2 separate regions of the Oryzias latipes genome follow, and region 2 is linked to region 1. Evidence: chromatin contacts called from public Hi-C data. All regions are on one chromosome and are shown on one strand. The core of a region is the stretch at or near the end of the contact, and the rest is flanking DNA. Distances in the headings are between cores, read along the strand shown.

What was found. A called contact is a pair of places that touch in the nucleus more often than the background predicts.
Region 2: a contact with region 1 is called in a Hi-C map of embryo, with 2.2 times the contacts expected there. The contact joins the promoter of LOC101160352 here to the promoter of LOC105356252 in region 1. A contact is called at or near these places in 3 of 5 Hi-C or Micro-C datasets (embryo and fibroblasts).

What each region holds. Positions count from the first base shown.
Region 1 is chr17:25,038,023-25,040,722 of ASM223467v1, forward strand. It overlaps LOC105356252, which reads left to right and starts at 1,416. Exons shown (of 2, transcript XM_023965403.1): 1 at 1,416-1,962; 2 at 2,310-2,700. The coding sequence starts at 1,948.
Region 2 is chr17:25,189,446-25,192,145 of ASM223467v1, forward strand. It overlaps LOC101160352 (phosphoribosyltransferase domain-containing protein 1), which reads left to right and starts at 1,381. Exons shown (of 9, transcript XM_004079262.3): 1 at 1,381-1,588; 2 at 1,760-1,866. The coding sequence starts at 1,541.

The sequences.
Region 1 (2,700 bases), core at 166-2,665:
CAGGAGGGGAGGGTGAAGTGTCTTGCCCAAGGACAACAACAGTTGACTGAGGGGACATGGGATTCAAATCGCCAACCATTCAATCACAATCATAGGTCGACCCGCTCAACCACCTGAGCCGCTGACGTTTGATTATTGACGTTGGGATTTTTTCAAATCTAGCAAAGGTTTTATGATTAGTATGGATTTTATCTGTAATGTTTCCATAAAAAAAAGAATGAACAAACTTTTGGGAAAACAAAAGTAATTTCCAAAAATCAAAATAAAATGTTAAAAAATAAAACTCAATGCGATACCAATAAAGGTATGGGACATCGTTGATTGGATGATTAAGTTTGTCCACCATTTTAACAGAAATTTATTTAGACACGAGGCGATACTGGATATGCACCGAAATAATCATAAAACGTTTATTAGCAAGCGGACATTAAAGACACATTTGAACATATTCAATAGTTATCATCCAATCAGCAATGTCCCATACCTTTTTTAGTTTTTATTGTGTTTCATTTTTTAACATTTCTATAAGAATTCGGGTAATTACATTTGTTAATTTGTTATAAATTTTTATTTGGAATTGTGTTAGGGTTCCTGATATGCATATTGAGCATATTATTTATATATATATATTTATACATTTTTTTTCCCTATTTTTTATTAATTGTTTTGCCTTTTAATTGTCATCAGTTGAGTCCGAATTTCTTCACTACTCACTACACAGTTTTTTTTTTCACGAGTGTGAACGATTTCTTTATTTTCTCTTTTTTTTTATGTGTGGTTTTTTTTACATTCGAAATAAACTTGTTTCCATTCCATTCCCATTCCTATTTTCCTCCATTTCCTGGTGCTGTCCGAATTCACAATTCCAAAATCGGGTGCGCTAGAAATTTTCCATAAGTCTCTGCGAAAGAAATAAGTGGGCATCGATAATCACTAGACTGGTGAATATAGACAACAATGAATTGTGTTTGAACAATTTTTGTAAAGAAAATGCAATTTAATGTATTTTTTAGATAAAATATCAACGTTTCATCTTCAGACCACAGTGGATTCATAGATGGTTGTCGTAAAACGTTCGTATCAGTTAGATTTTCACTTTGTGAATTTGATGAAAGTAGTGAGCATGGTGTCCCAATTGCTTTTGAAATTGAGGGCACTGCATAGCCCCACACCATATAGTTTTTTACTAGATAGGGAGTAGGGCAGGAATTCGGACACAGCCATTGTGATCGTTTTCAAATGCTTCAGCGTGGAGGGATTTGTTGTTGTGATTTGGACTTCAGAGCCACCGTAGTATTTGGCTTACAAAACATTTTACAGGTGTTTAGTAATTTAATTTATAATAAAAAAATGTGCTGGGAATGCCCCCCCCCCCCCCCCCCCCCGCCCTCAAGGGGCCACCCCAGCGACAAATGCGCCGCGCGCCCCTGCGCGCACGAACACAGACACGCTGCTATTTGATTGATCACTGACGAGGAGACTGGAGCGTCGCCTCCTGGGGTCCACGCAGGAGGAGGAAAAGCAGGAGGAGGAGGAGGCTCTGTCTTTCTGCTCTGCGCATCACATCACATCTGATGAAATAGGACGACGAAACACCGACTCCTGGAGAGACGCCACTGTGCCACGCTCGATCCTCATTTCCGTTGCGGGGGTGACCCGTCAGGTGCTCCACGCGCCTCCTCAGGTCCACGTCGGGGGGCCCGAAGGAGATGCTCTTCCACCTAAGTGATCTTTTCTTTGTCGTCAGCTGCTTCGTCCTTCTACGACCGCGCTGCCCGAGCCATTGATTTGAATGGGGTTTGTGCCCCTCAGCGCAGAAAAAGAGCCTGGAAATCGGGATGCAAAGCCTCGGGTTGATGTCTCTGAAGGTGTCAGCAAAGACAAACCCCAGATAGAACCGGAACCGCTGCAACGACCCGCCGTTTCAACAATGGAAAGACCTTCAACATGTTGACGCAAAGGGTGAGACTCACGTTCTGCCAGAAATGCAACAGATCAGTCCAGGATCCATTTTCAGACCTACAAGTTCCCTATGTTGGATTTAGAAGTCCAAATTTTACGTTTCCTCATGAAGGGATTTTATTAAAATGACATTTTAACGCAAATGTGAAATCATTGAACTTAAGAAAACAGAATAAAACACATTCTTATCAGGAATGTTCAGATTTAATTTCAATATGTTGAGGTAGGGGCTCAGAAATGGGTCCCTCCCCCCCTCAGTGCCACATCAAAAATCAATGAAATTGTAAACTGAACTGTATTTGTTCTAGTAATGACCACTTTGTTTTGATGTCTGTTGAAAGAGACAGATGTTTGAAGACAGAGGGCCTGGAAGTGAAGCCATGATCATCACTGAAAGAAATAATGGCACCCCTGTGCCGGAAAAGGGGTCCCAGAAGAAGAAGAAGAAGTCCCGCCCCCACGGTCTGCCATCTCCGGCGCTCTGCTGTGCTTGTGGACTCTGCATCATGCTGGCAGGACTCAACATCACCTTGGTGGGAGCTTTCGCCTTCACCACACTGGTGCCTTCTGCCAACCCCCCGATCATCATTGGACCCGTCCTGCTGCTCGTGGCCTTCTCCTTTTTTGGCGCCTGCTGCGTGTGCAGCCGTCTCCCTCCGCCCCACAGCTCCCGGGGGTCAAACGTGAACAGCAGGGGCACAGGGTTGATCGGACGCAGCGGGCTGGCCGGTGGGGCGG
Region 2 (2,700 bases), core at 131-2,630, 150 kb after region 1:
CTGGAGATACTTGTTCATGCATTTGTCTCCAGTAGGTTAAACTACTGTGACGGCCTGCTCACCGGCCTCTCCAAACGAGCTGTAAAACAGCTTCAGTACATCCAGAATGCTGCTGCTCGAGTCCTGACATCTCTGACATGTTAGTGCCATATGAACCATCTCGTACTCTGAGGACCTCAGGGACCGGCCTCCTGTTGATTCCCAGAGTCAGAACTAAACAAGGGGAATCAGCGTTTCAATATTCTGCAGCTAAAATCTGGAACAGCCTCCCTGAAGTCGTAAGACAGGCCTCTTCTGTGTTCATGTTCAAATCTAGACTTAAAACATTTCTGTTTAGCCGTGTATATGACTGAAAGGTCCTATCTGCACTTTTCTTTCATTTCCTTCCTCTCTTTTTAAATCAATTTTCTATTTTTTTTTCTTTTCTTTTAAAGTAAATTTTACGTTGATGATTTCTATGATGTATTGTGATATTAATGTATTTTTCTGTTTTGTGAATCACCTTGAATTACTTTGGGTATGAATTGTGCTATACAAATAAACTTGCCTTGCCTTGTCTGAAGAAATACACAATTATTTTTACTTAAGGAGCCAGATTTGAATTAATTTTTAAGATTTATTTAGATCTAGGCAATAAAGCATAAATGTACTATTTTACATCTTCTGTACAACGGGAACATTTTTGTATAGTCCTTCTTTTTACATGCTGATGTAAATATTTTTAGTTTACATACAAGTGTAAATCCTACTAAAAAGTAAAAAGAAGGGACAACATATATAAATATAAATATATAAATATATATATATATATATATATATATTTTTTCTGAAGGTCACTATCCTCTGTGAACACCACCTTTTTTTGGTTGTTTGAATTCCTGAATGTCTTTTTTTTGCTGCTGAAGATAAGAGAATTTCCCCATTGTGGGATGAGTAAAGTCTATCTATCTATATTGAATCTATATAGATAGATAGATAGAATTTTATATTCAAAATTTCCAATATTAGGGAAGAATTTTGAAGACTTATGTCAAATTAAGAGCATCAAACCTGCTCAAAGATGATTCTATAGTTGTATTTGTTTAAAAACAACAGATTCTTTTACGTGTTTAAATTAATATTAAATACTAAAAAATTAAGAAGCAGATTGAAAAAAAACTGTTTGCAGACATGATGAAAACAATGTTAACATGGCATTCAAATAATAATAACAGGGGCACATTTTAAAAATTAGGTGATAAGAATTTAGTGCAGTAACTGTTTGTTTTTGGGGTCTTTTAAGAAAGAAATGTTTTTATTGTGTTAAGATAAGAAAGCGTGTTCTCTTGACTCGGCCGCTCCATTCTGAGGAATTGTGGTGTCACAGCGCCCCTGGTGGCCGCATGTGACACTGCAGAGGGGCAGGGACTCCCGGATGGTTTCACAATAGTGCTCCACATTCCCCCGCGCAGATCCTCCTCCCGACCAGGTCAAACCCCTCCGCACAGACTCGCAGCACTTTGGTTGAAACGAGAGCGGGTTTTTTTTCTTCTTCTTCAAAATGGCTGAAGTTTCTGTCCGGGCCGAGAGCAAAAGCGAGGGCATTGTGGTAATTTAACGAGAGGAAACGAAGAAGTGAATGAACGCGTTTGCGCAGTTTTGCAGGGGGTGGCGCCACGTGTAGACTGTAGAAGTTTGCACCTTTAAAAAACTAAAAATACAGTAAACTTGCAAAGATGCAGACTGAAGATCTAATGCTTTCTGCTGCGTTTCCTCTCAGATTCACGACGACTGGCCAGGTTACAGCCTGGACCTCTTCAGCTACCCAGCGCACTACTACGGAGACTTGGACTGCGTCATCATTCCGCATGGCGTCATCATGGATAGGTACAAAACTCTGGAGGCCTGTCAGATGACCTCCCAGATGTTTGGCCTTCTGTGAGGTTACATCATAGCTCCATGTGTCTTCCAAAGATTTTATAGGATGCCATCTAATTCCTGTGTAGTAAAATGCACCAAAAGTAAAGTTTGTTTTATGTAGATCACCTTTACAATAATCCTTAAACTGTTGTAGATTTTCTTTTTCCATAGGGCAGCATTTAAAATGAACATGCATGTGTGGGATGGCACTGCCAGACAAGTTTTCACATATGATTTGAAGGGAACAGCCCTGCTCCTCATTCCACACATGCATGTTCCTAATGTGACACCAATTCCAAAAGAAATAAACTGTTTTTCCAACAGTTTAAACAACCACTCCAAAAAAAAAAAAAAGTGTTTTTAACATGTTCAACAGCATTTTTCTCCTGACGGAAGATGTAAGCTTAAAATTGCATTTCTGAGTATTTCTTTATTCAAATCATTGTGTATCAGGAGCAAACAAAAATGCAGTTGTAAAAAGCTTGTAGGTGTGACGTAGGGCCTATGACAGCAAGCCACAAGCTCACATACTTCTGCTCCATTCTAAAGCATCCACTTGAAGACAAATAGATCCATGCACGTCTTTGTTCTCCTTGTCTGAGCTGGAATCTGGTACAAAAACTGCACGGCTGCAATAGTGCTCTGCATTTCTGTTGGACTGAAAATGTTAGGATGGGGTTGTGAGGGGCTGTAAGCCAGTGGGAGAGAGTGTAAACAAAAGGGATGGTGGGAAAAGGGTAGGCCTGCTTTGTGCCAGTGGTCACTCAGAAGTAAACTTCACATGAACTACTGCTGCTCTGC